3 separate regions of the Mus musculus genome follow, and all the other regions are linked to region 1. Evidence: chromatin contacts called from public promoter capture Hi-C data. All regions are on one chromosome and are shown on one strand. Each heading gives the region's core, a stretch centred on a gene start, on an enhancer-like site or on the middle of the called end of the contact. The rest is flanking DNA. Distances are from core to core; before and after follow the strand shown. Region 1 overlaps Ttc28 (tetratricopeptide repeat domain 28). Region 2 overlaps Chek2 (checkpoint kinase 2). Region 3 overlaps Ttc28 (tetratricopeptide repeat domain 28).

The links. Capture Hi-C pulls out chosen DNA fragments and counts their contacts.
Region 2: a contact with region 1 is called in a promoter capture Hi-C map of adipose tissue. The contact joins two enhancer-like sites. A contact is called at or near these places in 1 of 39 promoter capture datasets (neural stem cells), 1 of 484 Hi-C or Micro-C datasets (bone marrow-derived macrophages), 16 of 115 datasets of contacts at active chromatin or transcription factors (the SCID.adh cell line, bone marrow-derived macrophages, craniofacial prominence and 10 more) and 3 of 9 other capture datasets (adipose tissue, macrophages and pancreatic islet).
Region 3: a promoter capture Hi-C map of adipose tissue shows a contact between it and region 1. The contact joins two enhancer-like sites. A contact is called at or near these places in 2 of 484 Hi-C or Micro-C datasets (bone marrow-derived macrophages and uterus), 2 of 115 datasets of contacts at active chromatin or transcription factors (embryonic basal ganglia and vascular smooth muscle cells) and 2 of 9 other capture datasets (adipose tissue and liver).

The regions. Positions count from the first base shown.
Region 1 is chr5:111,226,829-111,230,046 of GRCm38.p6, forward strand. It overlaps Ttc28 (tetratricopeptide repeat domain 28), which reads left to right. Exons shown (of 23, transcript NM_001267622.1): 9 at 2,520-2,629. Among named protein-coding and RNA genes, the nearest start is that of Gm35628, 6.4 kb to the right of the region's middle. Within about 2 kb of position 1,678, at least 123 of the 459 cell types and tissues checked have an H3K27ac peak or open chromatin away from gene starts, as enhancers often do. A contact at or near this core is called in adipose tissue and neural stem cells, where this site is marked.
Region 2 is chr5:110,857,818-110,861,035 of GRCm38.p6, forward strand. It overlaps Chek2 (checkpoint kinase 2), which reads left to right. Exons shown (of 15, transcript NM_016681.4): 7 at 557-610; 8 at 3,046-3,107. Among named protein-coding and RNA genes, the nearest start is that of Chek2, 19 kb to the left of the region's middle. Within about 2 kb of position 1,589, at least 89 of the 459 cell types and tissues checked have an H3K27ac peak or open chromatin away from gene starts, as enhancers often do. A contact at or near this core is called in adipose tissue and neural stem cells, where this site is marked.
Region 3 is chr5:110,926,845-110,930,062 of GRCm38.p6, forward strand. The region is part of intron 2 of Ttc28 (tetratricopeptide repeat domain 28); the gene reads left to right. Among named protein-coding and RNA genes, the nearest start is that of Ttc28, 49 kb to the left of the region's middle. Within about 2 kb of position 1,742, at least 8 of the 459 cell types and tissues checked have an H3K27ac peak or open chromatin away from gene starts, as enhancers often do. A contact at or near this core is called in adipose tissue, where this site is marked.

The sequences.
Region 1 (3,218 bases), core at 428-2,927:
CTCACAGCAAAGGCGTTGCCTTTCTCCTCCATACCTGGCTGCCCCTGCTCTGGAAATCTCAGAGGTGCACGGGCATTGTGTGTAGGAGAGGGAGAGAGGGGTGTGCTCACTGGTGAAGGACTTGGCTCCAAGTTTGCAAGGGCTTCCACCTGCAGCCCCTTAGGCCGCATTTTACTTCTCACAGCAAAACTAAGATGTGCCCTTTTTGCTACCTTCTGCTTTCGTTTTTATCTTTCTTTCTTTGACAGTCAGCACATGTCAGCTCATTTCACATGCTAGGCAGATTCTCTACACTGAGCTGCACCCACAGCCCAAGAACTATTCCATGTCTCCCTGTCTTTGTAGCTATGTCACCGAGGCTTGGAGAAGCACCGCAGTTTGACCCCGACCCTTAAGTTAGTTCATTGCAGAGTGGGCTCAGCCCCTGTCTGGAGTTGTTTCTGACCTCACAGAAACTGCAGGGTTGGGGCAGCTATACCCTCCTGTCCCTCAGGGGACGTCCCCAGGGTGGGAAGCAGGAGGCTGAGTGAACAATACTTCCAGGCTGGCCGTGGCTCAGCACAGGCCTGCAGTGGGGAAGCTCTGAAGCTGCAGTCACTGTCCCACCTCTATGGCTCCCGTGGGCCCCTAGCTTTGCTGACATTCTAGTATTTTAACGGCCCCAGTGCCTAGCAATGGCTTTTGTCTGAATGTGTGAGACCCAGAATTGAGGGTTTGCAGCAGGGACCTTACTACTAATCCCCTTCTGAAATGCCATTTCCCGGCAGCAGCTGGCTGTGTTGGGTCAACTGTCACAGAAGTCTGTATCAGTGGAAAACTCTGCACGTTGTTTGTGTTGTCTCTTGTGACAAGTCTCAGAGAACTATAAAAACTGGTATTTGAAAACTCCCCATAGTGGCAGACAGGGTTTGTGGGTCTCTAGTGCACTCCGAGCAGGCTCGGGACACTGTAAGGTGCAGGATGGCGTTCTCCACAAGCCGGGCAGGAGGTCCTGCAGACCTGCAGCAGAGGGCCAGTTCAGCTGGGAGTCACCCCAGCTTTGCCCTGTCTGCCCTGTGCAATGGAATGCTGTGTGGGTCTGAGTCTAAACAACTCCCAGATGGTGTGGCTTGACACGGGTTAACTCCAGGGCTTTCCACCCAGCCCTTCTCACTCTGGAAACCAGCAAAGGAAGTAGGCTCCATCCGGCAACTCCCTGAGGCTCTACTGCAGTGCAGGAGAGCTGGCCATGCAGAGTGGAATGTGCAGGCTCCCCGAAGGCAGTTCGAGTACGTCTTCCCTGTGGTCTGTGGACACCCTTCTTGCTAGGGATACACTTGGAACCAAGCAAGGTCCCTCTCTCTCAGAATTTGTCTTCCAAGGGGTTTGCCCAAAGAACCATTCTTCTGACTCAGACCAAGGACTTGCCAGACTTCTGCACTAAGGGTCAGTGCAGTGGGCGCTTTGAAAGTCGTCACACCCAGAGCCACCCTGGTTCTCCCGAGAACCCTTGTCTCTCATGTGAATTATTTACAAACTCTTCTGTTGCCCACTGGCATGATTTAGACTCAGAATGCTATTTCTGAACTCTTTGAGCCGTGTGTTTTGAAATGCATCATAAATTAGGAGGCAGACCCCTGAGCGGTGACTCACAGCAGCCATTCAGCTGACTCAGGGCCTTTAAAAAAAACAGGAATCACACCAGCCCATAGTGCTTGGCGCTGGCTTCCTGCCCTGACTTAGATGAGAGAGGAACCCTGGCTTATGTATACAGTGGAATTCTGGGAGCCATGCAGTGGCTCATGTGCAGAGAACCCTGGAATGCAGGCAGAGTGTCAGAGACCAATGTAGTGACCGATATGATGAACTGTGGCTGTTAGACTTAGCCGCACAAAGCCCTAGAGGCGGCTGGTGTCCTGAAAACCCAAAGCTTGCTGTGAGTGAGTGACCCACTGCAGGTGCCTCTGTGGAGACCATGGAAATGAGGGCAGCCACTCAGCCTTCCAGCCCACAGTAGCACTTGCTTTGCAACCCCGCTGAGGCACATCACAGATGGGACCCAGAGCGTGTCGGCGGCTTCAGTCACAGGAGCAGGGTCCAGCTGTGCACCGTTCTGCTTTCAAGAGACACTCACGAGCCTCTCATCAGCACTGCCTGGACAGTGTCGGGGGAGACAGAAAGGCATGTGGTCTTAGCCTCTGTAGCTGGCTGTCAGGAAAAGCTTTTCCCAGGCAGAGATCTGGGGATATGAGTGTATCAGCCAGGATTTTTCATTTGCAGAGCCAAGCGTTTTGCATCTGCGAGGGCAGCCGGGTCAGGGAACATTGGTTTTCCTGTTCTGCCTACCCTACCAACCTATCCACTGCCAACAGCCGTGACCTGGGCTCCTGCTGCGGCACCTCCTCACTTCCTGTAACACTGGAAGCGTCCTCGCCCCGGGGTTGATTTGGCATGTCCCACAGCCTTCCTTACATGCATCCAAAGCAAAATCGCCAGTCGGTCCCTGTCACCTCTCCTTACGATTCTCTGTCTGCTTTCAGGCTTAAGGTTAGCTGAGCAACTGGGTCGAAGAGAAGATGAAGCAAAAATTCGCCATGGTCTTGGTCTCTCCCTTTGGGCAAGTGGAAACCTGGAGGAGGCTCAGCACCAGGTACGCAGAGCTCTGTTCCAGGAGCTAAAGCACCCTCCATGACTGTCTCAGCAGCTGCGGAGTTCTCAGGGCTGCTGGCCTGTCTAATGCACCCAGAGTCCCTGCCTGTGTAGCCTGAGAGCTGTCAAGATTCCCGCTCACCCACAGGGCAGATCTCTTGATTTCTCAGATTCTCATGTTGTGCACTGTTGCCATGGTTAGTATAAAACCACATTCCTCCTTCAGTGGAGAGGTAAGATCAGGATGTGTGGTCATTGGGCTTACTGTCCTTGGCGGTTTCTAGTTAGGGCAGAGGGTATAACCTCTCCCCCTTTCTCATAGGGAGTCCCTGTTGCTGAAGAGGAGTGTGTTGACACACTGGCTGTGGGTGGACAGACGTCTGCTTCAAACTCAGCCCTTGGCTGTTTGGTTACTGAGAACAGTGTGCCAGGAAACGGGGATTCCTCATGAGACCAGTGAGGCCTGTCTCCAGAGGAGCAGCCTGGGCACAGGCTGGGACTGGGTCTGTGCTGCAGCATGCTGGGATGTTAGAGTGCTGAGCCATGAGCTCAGAAGTGTTAAAGATTGGGGCTGAATGTGGCTCAGCAGG
Region 2 (3,218 bases), core at 339-2,838, 370 kb before region 1:
TTCAGTGGTTAAGAACACTTGTTGGTCCTCGAGATGATCCATGTTCAATTCTTAGGCTGCCATGGTGGCTTACAGCAGTGTGTAGCCCTAATTTCCTGGTACTGGACATCCTCACACAGGCACACATGCAGGTGAATCACCAATCAATGTACATAAAATAAAGTGAAAAAAAAATTTATAAAAGATTTTAGGGCTGGAGAGATGGCTCAGCAGTTAAGAGCAGTGACTGCTCTTCCAGAGGTCCTGAGTTTAATTCCCAGCAACCACATGGTGGCTCACAGCCATCTGTCATGGGAATCCAATGCCCTCTTCTGCTGTGTCTGAGGATAACGACAGTGTACACACAATAAATAAATAAATAAATCTTAAAAAATAAAAATAAAAAATAAAAGATTTAAAATCTGGGTTTCTTAGCTGAAGTCTATTTTACATAAATATGTAGTCTAGCGTCTGCTGTCTGAGCAGAGCCTGGTTTGTAACTCAGCCATTCTAAATGAAGTTTAACTGTATTTTTATTATTACTGTTGTACTCTAATGCTATCCTTGTTTATTTAAGGACACAGCTCCCAGTGTGGAAACTGAAATAGAAATTTTGAAGAAACTAAATCATGTAAGTATCATTGTCACTCGTCGTAACTTGTCTCAAAATATAGGAAGTATACGAAGTGTTGCTATAGGAGGCTAATTTGGGCTCCTTTGTATGTTTGTGAGAAGACACGTGGACCTGGCTCTTATTCACCTCTGACGAGTTTTACTTCAAAGTTTTAAGAATTCAATCCTGTGTAAAAGGCTTCATGACTTCATGATCTATTACTCGGTATTTTTATTGAGATCTTGAGAAAAACCTTATAAAGGTTAGTTATATTTGCAAAAGAAATGAAAGTCTTGTGAAGTTAGTTATATTTGAAATCTGGGTCCTTTTAAATACCTTTTCTTTGGAGTAAGTGGTATCTGACAGATAAGAAGCCCATTGTTGCATCTGATTCGTAGGCGTGGGGAGCCTTGTTGGAGATAAGTGGTCCTCACCTACTTTGTAAGGAAGACTCGATATCTGTGGCAGTCACAGGGCTGTAGCACAAGGGTCTGACACCGGCTTCTCTTTCCTGGTTCTCTCAGTCTCTTCATTAGTTTATGAGAACCCATAATGCACGCTTAGTAGGTGCTGGAGTTACTTCTTGCCAGAGTAACTAAGAATCCTCTTCTCTTTTAGCCTCCAGTTAGAAGATTTTCTTTTCTCTCTTCCACCTCCTCACTTTCCTCTAAGAGCTAGAAAGTTTATTTATTCTAGATTTCTGTGTTTGATACAATGTCTCCACAGCCTGTTTACAGCTCGGTGGACCCTCTCGCTAACTCTCCGCACTCCAGCGGCCATCCTTCCTGCTTGCCTGTTCCCGACCTCACACGTAGCAGCTTCTTCTCTTCCCCCTCCTTTCCTTCCCTCTCTCTTTGCTTCCGTTTCCCTTCTGCCTTTTCACCCCCTCCTCAATCCCCCTTCTTCCTTTTCTTTCTTTTTTGTTGTTAGGAGACAGCCCCTGTCTTGTTACCCTGGCAAGTCTGGGAATACTGGACTCACGTGACCCTTCTGTCTCCGCCTCTTGAGTGGAGTTTGTTTTTCTTCTTTTCGACAGGAACTGGCTGAATTGGCCAGGCTAGGCCCCGATTCCTGGCTCAAGCAATCTTCCTGCTGCAGCCCGCTATGGCCAGTTTTTTTTTGTTTTTTGTTCTTTACAAAAACCACATTACTGTTGGCAGAATGACTCGGAGGGTGAAGGAGCTTGCTGAGAAGCCTGGCCATCTGAGTTTGATTGCTAAGACTCACATGGAAGAAGGAGAGATCCAGTTCCCACAAGTTCTTTGACCTCCACACATACTCCATGGCATGCACAGATACAGGCAGGCAGGCAGGTAGACAGACAGACAGACATAATTAGACAAAGAACACCGCATACATTGCACTTACGTACCATCCCCCTAAATGTTTTATTGGTCATTTCGAGCCTTATTAAGGTGGAAGTCTCTCACCAGCACTCGGCAGTGTTTCCAAGTCCATGCCGGGAAGCTGTGGGTGCTCGCTGATGCAGGAAGATGGATGTACAAAGCGAAAGTTACAGGGACCCATGAAGAACACGGCAATGGAGTCTCACCTCTTACAATCTCAAACCTGAAAGAATTATAGGTTCTTTCTTTGAGTCTCCTGTGATCAGTCCTCCATGCTGGCTTCTGTATTCCTGCTAGATTCTCTGAGGTCTGTTTCTTACCTGCCACTGAGCTTGGCTGTCAGCTTTAAACACAAGTATGCTAAGTAGAAAATCGTAATGCTAAGTCTAGAGAATCTAACCCTGTTTTAACCTACCCACAGCACTGGGTGCCCTGCACAGATAGTAAACATATCATCCATGCTTCAAAGTCTTATACTGTGAGAGGATCTTATCATACAGGTTCCATTCTCCATGGCCCTAGTGCTGGAGCCGCAGGAATCAGGTATCTGGAAGTATAATTAGGCTTCCTTCCTCGCCTTCTTTGTTATTGAGACAGGGTCTCTTGTTGCCCAGGCTAGCCTTGAACTTGCTTTATAGCTGAGGCTGGCCTTGAATTCTTGCTTTTCCTTCCTTGCCTTCCCAAGTGCTGGAATTACAAAACAGCTTTTTGGGTCTCTCATCTTGTGTCCTGTTGAGAAAAAGGGCTTTGCTCCTATGCTGGGATTGAACTTCAGATTGCAGGTCTGCTGAGAAAATATCCCACCTGCCACCCGCCACCCGCCACCCGAGCACCCAGCTCCTGCTGCTTTTCCTCTTGTCAGGTTCCTGTTTTGACAAATGAGGAGGAAGTCTGGGAAAACCTGCTGTCATGCCTAGGCGGGGCTCCTATGCAGACACGAATTATTCCTTACTGACTCTGTATGATGGTGTGTTTCTTGTGTGAGTTCTCTGTGAGGAGTCAGCCACCTTCCATTCTGCCAGTCTCCTGTGCTTGACTCAACAGCATCCCCAGACAATAGGTTTCCTGTCTGGAGTTTTCTCACTTCTCCTTTCTTCTCTCCCATAGCCATGCATCATCAAGATTAAAGATGTTTTTGATGCGGAAGATTATTACATTGTTCTGGAACTGTAAGTAGTAACGTTTAAACTCATGTTTCCGTGTAAGACTTATAAACCAGTAAAGAATTGAATGCAGATTAGCCAGGAGGTGGTGGCTTACTTTAATCCCAGCGCTCAGGA
Region 3 (3,218 bases), core at 492-2,991, 300 kb before region 1:
CAGCACACACGTGTGATCTCAGTACTTGGAGATAGATAGGGACAGGATAATCACAAGTTCAAAGTCAGCTGTGACTAACAAATTTGAGGCTTTGTGTTAGAAAAACTTCAGTAGACAAAAAGTATAAAAATTAGATCTTAGCAGGATGTAGTGGTGCACACCTCTAATTCAGCAATCAAGATACCCATACAGGAAGATTTCTTTGAGTTTGAAGCAATTCTGGTCTTCATAGTTCCAGGACTGCCAGAGCGACATAGTGAGACCCAAGTCTCCTCACCCCACAAAATCCTCAATTTTGTCTTATAATATTTGACTTATTTTTAAATTGACCAAATTGTGACTGCTTCTGAATTCGGCATGTCCTGTAGTGATCAGACAGACGTACACCCTGCCTTCTGTGGGATGGCTGTATGAAGACGTGCATTGTGAGATGGCTGTATGAAGACATGCATTGTGGGATGGCTGTATGAAGACTGCATGAAACTTCAGACAAAGCTCCACTTCCAGCACGGCTCAAACATTAGGTTACTTGACATTTACCTTAAAACCCTGAATGGTTTGAGCTGCGGAGCTCTGCTGTTTGCTGAGTTACCTCAGTAAACAGGGTGAGGTGAAGAAGACCACATCCCCGCCCGCCCTACCTGCCAGCAATTTCTTCTTGTTTACTTTTCTATACTTGCACATGTGATGAGGGCTTAGAAGTTATTCATGTGCGTGATGCTGCTTCTCACTTCACGCCAAGGATTTTACTGATTGAAAAGGAATTAAGAGCCATGTGCGGTGGCACTTGTGCAGCCCTAGCACAGGGAGGCTAAGATAGCAGAATTGCCACACATTTGGGGACTGAAAAGGAATTAAGAGCCATGTGCGGTGGCACTTGTGCAGCCCTAGCACAGGGAGGCTAAGATAGCAGAATTGCCACACATTTGGGGTCAGTCCGGAGTACATGGATAGACCCTTTATCAAGGAAAAAATTCAGAGGGATCTTTGCAAATAACCATGAAGGTTTTTTTTTTTTTTTTTAACTATCTTGAAGGATCATAGAATCCCTTATATAGTCATCTAAAAAGTTTGTAAACAGGATGTGTAACTTTAGATTAGAAAATCAGGTCATTATCAAAAGCTTTCTTTGTAGAAAAGCTGCTTTGATTTTTATTTCACAGTCATTAATGAAACTATCAATTACATGAATTATGATTTTCAATTCACATAGTAATTTCCATGTGTTTTCATAATAAAATCCACTCTGCAATCTCTTCAACAGAGATGCAGCGAACAGCACCTGCTGTAGCACACAGCTACCAAGTGGGTGTTCACACTCACTGTAAGAAACAACACTGAAGGGTTAATGAAAGCTGGATACATTATAAGATTACAAAGGTTTTATTTATGAGAGGATAGGGAGGGTATAGTTATATGGACGAAGCATTAATAACCTCTCCATTCTGCAGGAACTACTCCTTCCAGTCCCATAGGGACTGTGAGTGTGTTTTGGTGGTCTGTGCAAGAGGTTAAACTTGGCAAGTGTAGTGGGGAATGATGTCACTGAATGCACACCATATGTATCAAAAGTCAGGGAATGCTCTCACACTGCCATGCATAGATGTATATAAGTGTTGGAATGGAAAATCGTTTTTATGAAAATATAGACAAGTAAAACAAGAATGTTCTGTACTGAGTCTGATCCAGTCACCAGGAGCTGCCAAGTATGATACTCCCGGAAAAGTTTCTCTCCTTAATGTTCCAGCCTCCAGCCCTTTGTTGGCTCTAGAAGCAGTCTGTTTGGAAAGCCTTATTCAGTACGTTCTTTCTGTTGATATGGGTTGAACACCAAATGAGACATCCATTTTCTCTGTTAAAGCAAAGCTGCTAGAGCAGTCTAGTGTGCATGCTGCCGCAGATGGAAATGATTAATTGATTTAGCTAACTCAGTAGATTCTTTTCTAGTAAAGCAGGGGTATAGCAGAGCTTCATACTGCTAATTATTGTTCTATCCATTAATATATCAAAGACTGTAATTGTTGCTTCAATCATTCTGTTATCATTATTTAAAATGTTATGTTTTAATGCTACACTAATGGTTACATCAAATATATAAAACATTTGAGTTTTAGAAGAAATTTATGGCTTCTGACAAAAGAATACATGGAGATAAAATATGAAGTATCTAGTTATTTTATTATTCAATTTTAATTATCAAATCACAATGTTTTAAAAAATATTATTAATCTTTTTTACAGTCTAGTCGTTATCCTTCTCCTGGTCTGCCCTCTGACTGTTCCTCATCCCATTCCTCCTCCCCTGTCTCCAAGAGATGTCCCCATCCTCCTGTCCTCACCTCCACACCACCAGACTTCCCCTCTCCCTGCGGCCTCAAGTCTCTCTAGGGTTAGTTGTGCCTTCTCTCACTGAGGCCAGACAAGGCAGTCCTCTGCTGTATATGTGTCAGGGGCCTTATATCAGCTGGTGTATGCTGCCTGGTTGGTGGCTCAGTGTCTGAGCGATCTCGGGTGTGTGTGTGTGTGTGTGTGTGTGTGTGTGTGTGTGTGTGTGTGTGTGTTTCAGGTTAGTTGAAACTGCTGGTCTTCCTATGGGATCGCCCTTCTTCCCAGCTTCTTCCAGCCTTTCCCTAATTCAACACAAGGGTCTCTGGCTTCTGTCCATTGGTTGCGTGCCAGTATCTGCATCTGACTCTTTCAGCTGCTTGTTGGGGCTCTCAGAGGGCAGCCATGCTAGACTCCTGTCTGTAAGCACACCATAGCATCATTAATAGTGTGAGGCCTTGAAGCCTCCCCTTGAGCTAGATCCCAATTTGTGCCAGCCACTGAACTTCCTTTCCCTCAGTCTCTTCTCCATTTTTGTCTCTGTGGTTCTTCTTTTAAAGCAATCATGGGGGGCAGAGGGAGGGAGGGAGGGAACCAGATGGGAGAGGAGACAGGGAGGAGGGAAGAGGAACATGATCAGGTATTTCTGGGTCAGTTTTTGACTGTGGGATGGCAACCCTATCCCTTCACTTGATGCTCTGTCTTTCTACTGGAGGTGGACTCTACAAGTTCCCTCTCCCCACTGTTGGGCATTTTATCTAAGGTCCCTCCCTTTGAGTTCTGAGTGTCTTTCACCTCCTAGGTTTCTGGTACATTCTAGAGGGTCCCCCCTTCCACTTTCCACCTCCTACCTCCCGAGGTTGCCCATTTCCATTCTTTCTGCTTACTACTCAG